Linked DNA regions of Gossypium arboreum: region 2 is linked to region 1. A link is a contact called in public Hi-C data. All regions are on one chromosome and are shown on one strand. Each heading gives the region's core, a stretch centred on a gene start, on an enhancer-like site or on the middle of the called end of the contact. The rest is flanking DNA. Distances are from core to core; before and after follow the strand shown.

The links. Hi-C and Micro-C count contacts between places; a contact is called where the count stands out from the background.
Region 2: a Hi-C map of leaf shows a contact between it and region 1, with 1.7 times the contacts expected there. The contact joins the promoter of LOC108457198 here to the enhancer-like site in region 1. A contact is called at or near these places in 2 of 5 Hi-C or Micro-C datasets (both in leaf).

The regions. Positions count from the first base shown.
Region 1 is chr9:81,804,825-81,810,276 of ASM2569848v2, forward strand. The region is part of intron 2 of LOC128280399 (a long non-coding RNA gene); the gene reads left to right. Among protein-coding and RNA genes, the nearest start is that of LOC108456353, 9.0 kb to the left of the region's middle. Within about 2 kb of position 2,122, at least 2 of the 2 cell types and tissues checked have an H3K27ac peak or open chromatin away from gene starts, as enhancers often do. A contact at or near this core is called in leaf, where this site is marked.
Region 2 is chr9:81,845,280-81,850,626 of ASM2569848v2, forward strand. LOC108457198 (dihydropyrimidine dehydrogenase (NADP(+)), chloroplastic) reads right to left here and starts at 2,158. Exons shown (of 7, transcript XM_017756110.2): 1 at 1,653-2,158; 2 at 391-654; 3 at 136-306. The coding sequence starts at 1,913.

The DNA.
Region 1 (5,452 bases), core at 872-3,371:
TCCCACTTATCTATTTATCATTAAAATTATCTTAAATATTTATATTTTTAAGCAATAAAAATGAGTTTGGATGAATTGAAGTACGGTGCATTTAATTTATTTTTTGTCTCACACTATAATATCACTAGAATATTTAATATTACTGTTACGGTTGTTTTTATATTAACCGCAGATAAATACACCGCTTATTTAAACCCACCCTAAAAGACCTAAAAGAAACAAATGTGAATTTTAGTTTCCATCATAAAACAAATATATAACATTTGAAAAATAATTAAAATAATAATATGTTATATAAATTTTCAAACAAATATATAACATTAGATCAATTTTGTCGTTTGCTAAATTTTATTCGTCACAAAAGAAAATGAAAGGAAAAGAAATGAATAATCTACACAATAAAATTTGGAAACGGAAGAAAAATATTTTGAATATAAAAAATTAAATTATATTTAGATTTGATTAAGGATGTGGTTTTTATATTAATTAGTTAACTCTAATTTTAGTTTTAAAATTATGTTATATTCAAATTGAGATTTGATTAACAATGATTGATATTTGATTTTCAAATAAATTCAATTTAAGAATAATGTGAAAGAAACAAATATTTGATTTATTTGGTGGACAAATATTATGTTTATGCAATAAAGAATATAGTATGAAAGAAAAATAAAGGGAAGAAGGAAAATAAATAAATAAATTAAATGAAAAAATTAAATTGTTTAAAAAAGTAAAAGTATAAGGACTAGTTTTAATAGATAGAAAACATAGAAAAACTATGTTAAAAGAAATAGAGAAAGAAGGAAAAAAGAGGAAGAAGGAGAAGAGAATAAAAATAAAAGAAAAAATTCAAAGAACATTAAAAAAATTAAATTACTTAAAACAAAAAAAATAGGAGACAATTGTATAATTTAACTTAAAATATTCGTTTGAAATAATGATTTAATTTGACATTTCAATTTACCGTTATATCATTAATGACTAAAATATAACACGATAACTTTAATAATTAAAATATATTATTTTAAATATAAATAATTAAAATATAATGTGAGATAAATCAAATTAATTATTTTAATAGATTAACTTAAGAATAATTATAAATTAATAAAACAAAACAGTATTGCAGGAATTATTGGGTTTATAGTTAAATGATGTGAGTGGGTTGTTTGTTTGACTAAAATTTGGGTCGTTTTCAGTTCGCATTCCAAGGCAGTGTCAGAAGTTACGGCTCACCGGTTTCAAGTAGTGAAGAAGATAAAGTGAGGCTTAACCCTGGCCACTCACTTGTCACCTCACATACATTATTCACATTACATGTACATTTTCGCATTTCCATTCTTCCTTGTTAATGAATGAAATGGAATATAAAACATAATAAAATCTAAATAATAGTGATTAGATAAGTGAATTATAATTTTTATAAACTTAAAATATAATTTTATTTTGTATTATTTTATAGTTTTTAAAAGGATAAGATTGATTTTTATCAAAATATTAATTATTATTTTATTAACTTGAGATAAATATCGAATTATATATAAATCTTATTTTAATATTTAATTTAATATATAAATTTTAATTTGATATAACTATGTACATAAAACTTTGATTGTAATTTAAGTAATAGTAAACTTATCAGTCATAGAGTGGCCCCAGCAAGGAAAATAAAAATTTCATGCTGAGTGCCCAACTTTTATTTGATAAATTATTAAAATAAATCTCAATTAAAAATTAATATTTTTAATAATTTAACTTTTACTCACATTTGGGAATTATTTAAAATTTATATAAAAATAATAAGTAGATAGATAATTTACTTATTACTTAATATAGGATACGTTTAATAGTTTATTTTATTTTATTTCTTTTAAAATTATATTATCATTTATTAAATAATTTAATTATTTTTACTAAATAATATATCAAATATATTTTATAACTTATAATTAACACTATTTAAATTTTTAATTGATTAAACAAAATTTAAATTAAAAAAATTGAGGCTCGAAATGTATTTTTATGGTAAAAGGATAGTAAAGCATGTAAAGTGTTTGGACTTCATCCCAGCGTAACAGGTTATCCATTAATGAAGCTTTCAGCCATCGGTTAGGTTTGAAATTCTACAAAAGTTTCAATGGGCTTTTTGCAAAGTGGCTTTGGAGGTTTCAACGTACTGTCAAGCTTGGTATTTACACGTAGGCCTTAGAAATTTATTGGATTTGAGCCCAAACCCAAGTTTGGTATGCTTAATCAGTGTTTGATATTCATCACTTTTCAATCAATTTTTGGCACGCAAAAATCAGTTTACTTCTATCATCTTTTTTTTTGGATAAAGAAAACCAGTTTACCCAAATTTCAGGTTGACTTTCGGACCTAGTTTATTAACCTCTGAATAAATCTAGTATTAATTTATTTATCGATAAAAGAAATTATAGTAATAAAAATTTTAGATATTAAATTAAATATTTTGAAAAAAAATACCACATTACTTAAGGCCCACCCGTGATGTTATCCCAAGAAATATAGAAATTTGGACAAAAGCTTGAAACATGAATGAGAGTTGGGAGATAGGAAAAGCAGAAGTCTAGCCACATAATTTGGGAGATAGGAAATGTGACCAAATCCAAATCCACATTGTTCACGCGCACCATTACTTTATTTGCAATGCTTCTCATAATTTCCAATACGCTCCTCCTAATTTGATTCCTTCTATAAAAATATTATAGACACTTGAATATGACCAAAATAATTTGGTTCAATTTTTCTTAATTTATTTTTTAAATTATTAATGAATTCGATTAAAAAAAAAAAATCAAGGAATACAAAGTTGGGAAAGGTAAGGAAAACAAGATATTTGTTTCCCACCAAACTTGTAACCCTGCAGTGCCTACGTCTCCGCCTCTCTGTGTCTTGATATAAATAAGCTAGATTATGGGTTAAGGATCCATGAATTGAAAGTGTGATGGAGGAGAGGAAGAAGAGGAGTGAATTGAAAGGAAAGGAAGAGAGGGGTCGTGTTGCAGTTCACAGCCAAGTCAGAAAAATAAAGCAGGAATCAGATTCCGAACAAATCATGGATTGGGCGTTTGGATTTGGACAGCCGGAGGTCAGACCTGTTCGACACCAGCTTTCCAGGTCTCCCTTGGGGTTAACCGCCCCATCTCTCTCATCACTTGGATTTGATCCCCTATATATGTAATAGTTTTGGAATTTGGATGGGAAAGTTCTCATCATAGGTTTAATGGAAGCCTGGCTGACAGGTAAAGGACGTCACAACCCCATGAATATATCAATTTTAATGGATTTGGTTGCAGTCAGGTTTTGTTTTTCATTTCTTGTTCAATCTTTGAATATGCCAAAGAAACAATCTGATATATTTTCCCAATCCCTGCCCTCTGTTTCCAGGAAATGTTCCTCTTTTGTATAAATTTATGTTTCAATTGTTAAAGCAGTTTTCAGCGATGGGAATGTTTTGAAATTGGTGTTAATGTTTTCCTCTGCCAGTGCAACTCGAAATTTACCCAAGAGTCAAAATATCTAATTGGTGTTAATAGAAAGGCAAACGAATAGTAAAAAAAAGATGATCTAAAATGCTCAGTTAATCCAAAAACCACATGACAACAATCTAAATCAACCCTAATTTTTAGTTGAATATTACAACTTTTTCAAAATTACAAGCAAATGCATGGTTTCTCAAGCGGGTTAAGACTATAACGTATTTTCTAAGATATAATAGAAAATATATATAAATAAATGAAACATTTGTCATTCATTTAACTCGCCTATAAAATTTAAAAAACTTCCTAAATTTTGTAATCAATAATTATTTGAATTTATAATTTTTTAAAAATCCCAAATAAAACATTCTCAAAAACAGATGCTTTAGAAACAAAATTTTTAAAATTAAATTAATAGTGGAATTAATCAAGTCACCGGTTTAAAATATATATAAAAAAATAATTCAATTAATTTTTTACTTAATTTAACAAGTTTGTATTAATTCCCGAATAAATCAATTTAATGCCTTCCAAAATTTCAACTAGTTGTTAATCCAATCGGGTGAGATATATATTTTCCCTATCCAAATACATTACGGTAGTTTTTATTCTTAACCATTACTCTTGGCTAAAGGTGGGAACATGCATGTATGATTCATTCTAAATGTGAGAGACGAATTTGCTTTCAAGTTACGTTGCTTTGGGACTCAACTTTTGCACTTAAACAAGTAACTTTTGGCTTTACTATCACTTCCTCAGATTTTTGTCTCTACACTAATTTTAATAAATCTACTTACTATTTATTTTTTACTCTGATTTAGGATTTTTATGATAATTTGAAACGTAGAGGAGGCATATTTTATTTTAATTGAGTAATAATTAATAATTTTAAAATTCTGATAAACCTAATTAATTTTTATATATATTGCACTAGTTTGTTTCGTGTGAATGAAAAGCTCAGTTCAGGTGGCTTGTGATGGAGAAAGAGGCTAAGTACCAAATTTAAGGGTAAAACTTTTAATGAGACTATAATTTATGTCACCCTTTCAAAAGATTATACTGAAGTTCTGAACATAATATGTATATATATATATATTGCATTTGTTTGTTTCTTTCACCTGAACAGGCAATGGACTTTACCTTCATTTCTATCTGCTTTGTACAAGCAATTCATTGTGGAATACCCAGTATTGCTACGCAGGTCAAAGTCCTACCAACTTTGGAAGTTTGGCAGTGAATGGGCTTTGATTTTGGTATAATTTCAACATCTGATGATCCTCTGGTCTGGGTTTGGTCATGACTGCAAAATGCAGATGCTGATAGGGTTCACTTGGGTTACATTCTCCTGTGGGCTATTTGGCATCAACAAGGTTTTAATAAGGAGAATTAAATCGACACAGATTGAAAATGGTTTAACTTAGAATGCCAATTTGACATTGTTTTAATGACATTTACAAAATATGCGGATTCGCCTGGAAGGAAAAAAAAAATAAAATCAAAAACTGACTCATGCAGTGCTGAAGCCCAAGTTTTTTCTAATGCGAGTGTGGTTAGACTGCAGCTAGAGAAGCTTGAGATGGAGGGAGTAGCGCTTTTGGCAGAACAGTTGGAATCACGGGTGATATTTCACTGTCGGTTCAAAACAGGATGAAAACAATGGAGAAATGCAGCAACAAAAGAAAGTATTTGGATGGACAAGACGTGATTACGGAAGTGGGAAACAGCAGTGGAAAGAAGCGACAATATGGGAAAGGCACCAAGATAGAGGATCCAAAGTTCTCTGATGATGATGATTGTGATGAGTTGGAATGCTAGAGGGTTGGGACGACCTCTAGCGTTGAGTTATATCCGCTCCCAAGTAAAGAAGTACCATCCCGATGCTGTAATCCTTACGGAAACAAAAAAATCTTTAAACTATATGTTGCTTCTAGGTCGTCGCTTAGGTCTTAATG
Region 2 (5,347 bases), core at 908-3,407, 40 kb after region 1:
CTCATTTTCTTGATTCATGATAAACGCGTAAACATGCTTCTAAAACATAAGATGCTAGTCATGCTACTAAACATCAGGACTGGAAAGCAAACTCAACATAAGCAGTGACTCAATTAACAAAGAAAGAAAACATACCATTGTGATGTCGGTGATGTTAGGAGTCATCTTCGCCCATACAGGAACAGTAGCTTTTGCATTTATCCATCCACAAACTTCCTCCAATAGTGCACAATCTTGCCCAACTGCTGCACCCATTTTACGCTCAGGCATGCCATGAGGGCATGAGAAATTAACTTCAATGGCATCCTAGAAATAATGTCATTTCACGACTAAGTATTTTAAATATAAGAAATAAAGAAGCGTAGAATCTAAGTGAAGAATACAGCTTACAATCCCAGTTTGCTCTACTCGATCAATAAGTTCTTCCCAGCCAGCTTTGTTATATTCCTCCATAATGGAGGCAATCAGAATCCTGTCCGGATACTCTTTTTTCAGTTGCTTAAATTCTTTTAACATAGTTTCAAGAGGGCGGTCACTGATTAATTCAATGTTCTCCCACCCAATTATCTGTCCTTTGGCAGAGCCATTAGCTCCTGCTCGTAGCCGGGCATACCTTGGAGTTACATTGATAACCTTGGCAGCATCTAGCGACACCTAGCAGAACAAATTCGTATCGAAGATTCAACATTTATTATGCAAATGTGCATAACAGGCATATTCCAGATGTATGCGAGAAAGGAGGGGGGGGGTAAATATGCTTGAAGACCAATGTTGCTAATACCACATAGAACAGCATTCTGGTTTCCTTATTATATCTAGTACGGGACAACATGTCCCAAAAGGTACGTGCTCAGCCAATAGGATTTGGCGATCTCATGTAAGAACAGGATGGTATTTTTAAGATAGGAAAAGACTTCCTCCCATTGTGTACCCCAAGATCTTATAGACACAAAAGAGTAAGTCTCAGACACCAATTCAGAATTGCTATGAGTTGAAGGAGATCCAAAAAAGAAAAAAACTTAAGGCCAAACATGCAGGCTACTCCCAACTAACCCTCATCCAATGTTTATTACCTTAAACCAAATCTATAAGATAGAAATCTATATTTATTTAAGTAACATCCGTACAAATATGGTATAAATGCAAACAGTAAATGCGGCTTTCATTTCAAGATAACCTTTTTTTTTCTTTTCTTTTTTAAGCATTTTTCTCCGAAGAGTCGTATGATTAGGCATTGTTTTGTAAGAATAAAATTAATCCTAATATTCTTTTTCCATTTTTGCTTAGAACTTGTACTATTTTATGAACTTTGAAGGAATATTAATCGGTGCCTGACTGATCGTTTTCTTGATTCTATCATCTTTCGTTTTGGAAATACTAAGATACAAAATTAAGTAGACATCTCTTCCTCTGCTGAACCGTTCAGTCTGAGTGATTGATGAGACACTGTAAGTAAAGACGAAGTTCAACTTGTCCAATGCATCAATACGATCTAAATAACAATTTTATTCATGGATCAAACTACAACAGCGTTTTAACCACCTTAATAATAATAATAATAATAATAATAATAATAATAATAATAAAGAAAGCAAATTGTGAAGCATTTAAAAGAAAAAAGAAAAAAAGAAGAAGAAGAAGAAGGAGCTTACAGTTTTGGCAATCACAGCGCCCCAGCCTTCATCAAACGCTCTCTTCATCACAGTATAATTTGTACCGGGAGGACCCGACCCGATTACAAAAGGGTTGGGCATTTGCAGCCCATTAACGCAAACACTCAAATCAGGTTCAGAATGATTATCAGAAGCAAAAATCTTAAATCCTATCCGAGTGGGCCGAGTCGACCTGGGAGTAACATGGCGAGTGACAGCAAATGGGTTGCCGTTGCTGTGGCTGAACTTGAGCGAAGCCATGGATGTCTAACGAAGGATGGATGGATGAAGATGAGAGTCCTTTCTTAGAAAAGAAAAGAAAAGAAAAAAAAAAAAAAAAGAGTGAATCTGAATCGTAATATTGTGGAAACCAGACAACGAGGATATTCTAGGAGTCTGAGTTGTATTTTTGACTTTTTGCAGCCGAGTTTATTGCTTGCAAGCATAGGCCATTTCATCAGGATCCTAATAATGTTTATTATTTTATGAGAAGAAAACTATTCGATAATTACTTAATTTAATTAATCTTTTAAATATAATAATATAAATATATATTAATTATTTATTTAAAATAAAAATAAAAATTAATCGATTGAGTCTTAATTTAATTAGTATAAACATTATTGTCAATGTAAGAAGTGAGTTCAAATGGATTGAAGTATATTACATTTTTGTTTATAAAATAGATTAAAAGAAGTTAGTAATTTTAAATATTGTATAAAAATAAATAAATATTATCAAAATTTATAAAAAATAAAAATGTTATTTAATTGAATGTTTCGTTCTCTATTAATATTTTTTTTTACTTTTTATGATTATAATTTTGATTTGACTTTTCTAAGTTGAGTGTTTTTTTTCTTTTCTAAAGTATTTTTAACTGAAATTAATATATAATTAAAATTTAAAAAGTGAAAAAATTTAAATTAATTCTTCGTGTAATTTTTCAAAAAGCCGATAATAAGAGATAAATAATATTTATCTCTATTATTTCAATCTAAAATAATATATATTAATATTTATTGAATAAATAAAAGTTTTTTTACTGAAATAAATAGTTAATTATTTTTTAAAATTTATATCAACTTGATAAATATGATTTATATGAATCAAATATGATATATAATAGTTGAATTATTAAAATATTAATTGTAAAAATATATAACAATATATAAAAAGTGAATCCTTTTAAATATATAAACAAAATTTAAAATAGGTAAAAAATAAAAAATAAAAAATATATACTATATACATATACAATCTTTTAAAAATAAAGATAATTTCTAAAAGGAAATTGTTTTTAAGTTTTAATTCGAGATTTAAATATAGTATAAAAATTAATATTATATGTTTATGTGAGAAATGGATAAATTATACTAAAATCTGTTTCACCACTTTGTGAGTGAAAATAATAATATTGACAAAAATGATCACACTCTAAAATATATAATAATTTTAAAAGATAAAAATTTAATTTAATTTATAATTTATGTATAATAAATGACATAATTATTATTAATTGCATTCGATATTATATACTCAAATTTTTTTATATCTTATTAATTTAATATTTAATTCATTCATAACATTGATTTAATAATAAACTTAAATACAATAAAAATATATATATTAAATAAAGGAAGTGATGGTGTGACCAAAACTCCATAGGATTCCATCAAAAATAGAAAGGTGTCTATCTATTAGGCAGCTGCTTATTCGTCCATAAGTGGAAGCACAGCATCACCACCGCTTCACGTAAATATCAGATTATCTGTTTTTTTCCATTTTTAATAATTTTGATTATATTTATTTTTATTTAATATTTAAAAGTACTCATAATTTTTCTCTAATTTATAAATAAAAAGATAATATATTTCAACGTATTTAAACTTAAATTTTTACATTAAAAATAATATTTATACTAATTAAATTAAGACTTAATCGATATATATTTTTATTTTTAATTGTTTAAAAAGTAAATACGAATAGGACCTATAATTATACAAGTCTTATGAGCTTGCGGTCCATACACTTAAATTTATTATTTATTCAAAACGAAATATAGGTCGTAAGTGATGGACAATCATTTTGAATCTTGATGCCTACAATACATGTGGAAGTAGAAAAAAAGGTAATAATATTTTAACCAATACAACTGCTGCTGAGATGCCATGCCAGATTATGATATGCTAAAGCTGTCGGGAAGGCATATTATAGAATAATAATGAATAACATCATTCCATGAATCGAATATAATAATTTGGGAGGATAAGATTTTAGCTTAATAATAAAGATGTTCAATAATTTTGAGATTTCGAGATCGAGACTTATTCATGGTTGAGATCGAGGGTTAAATTTTATGATTATGAAAGTCATTTTTTATGTTATCAATTGAGTTTTAATTTGATTGATATAAGTATTGTTTTAAATATAGGAGGATGTAAGTTTGAATGAATTGAAACGTATTATCGTTTTATTTAAGGATTAGAAAATAACTATAGATTTGCTCATGACTTTCGAATTGCTCATGACGACATAGAGAGTACAAGTTATATAGGAGGATTTTCCTTTTAGATTTGAGATAATATTTATTACACTTTGAATGGAATTTTTATGAATTTATTTTATATTCTAATTACTTTTGTTAAATTTTGACCCATTTTGGTAGACAACAACTTCATTTAATTGATTCTTTAATATTTTCATTTAATTAACAGTTAAAAGTTGAATTTTAAAAAGAAAGACTAAAAGTCACAAAAGAAGGTTTGAATTTTATTATTTTTCATACAAATTTTAATTGTAGTTTAAAATTTTTTAGACATTTTTGTACCATATTGTTTTGTAATATTTTAATAATTAAAATAGTTAATAAGTTTAATTTTATTCAACAATTTGAATAATATTACTTTACATATTAATTATATGAAATAAAAACATATTATTTAATGCCAATAATTTATTGGTCTAAGGGATGAATGTTTGTATTGTAACATGAGAGTGTAGTTTTAATCCCTAGCAACCCTACTTGTACTCCTAATTATCAAAACGCATATATTATTTAATAAATTAAAAATAACAAAGTAAAATCAAATGTAACATATCATGTGAACTTTACAAAAAATCATTTTAATTACCTATTTAATTCTTCATATTTTTAGCCTTAAACTTGTATATTTTTATCAAATCACCTTAAAATGAGTAGAAAAGTTAAACATTTTTAACTTTGCCAACGTCACATACACGTAGATTGCCATGTCGACGATAATATTAGCATTTCATTAAATTTTTAAAATTAAAAAATCAAAAATTATAAAAAAACTATTTTTAAAAATTAGAAATATTAAAATTTATAAAAAACATTTTTCCCACAATTTATAAAATTTTAAAAATTAATTAAATATTGACATGTTATCTCCATGACAATCTACATGTATATCATATCAACAAAGTTAGCATTCTTTTCCATCCATTTTGTAGTAATTTGATAGAAAATACAAGTTCAAGAGCTAAAAGAGACGAAAAATTAAATGAAAGCATAAAATAATTCTTTTGTAAAGTTAAAGGGCAAAAAGAAAATCATTATGACTATTAAAAAAGATAAAAGAAATTAAAGCGTATTGCTAAAAAAATTGCAAGCATATTCGCTAAAGAAAAAGAAAAAGAAACCATGTTTACAAGATGAAACTGATTATGGATTT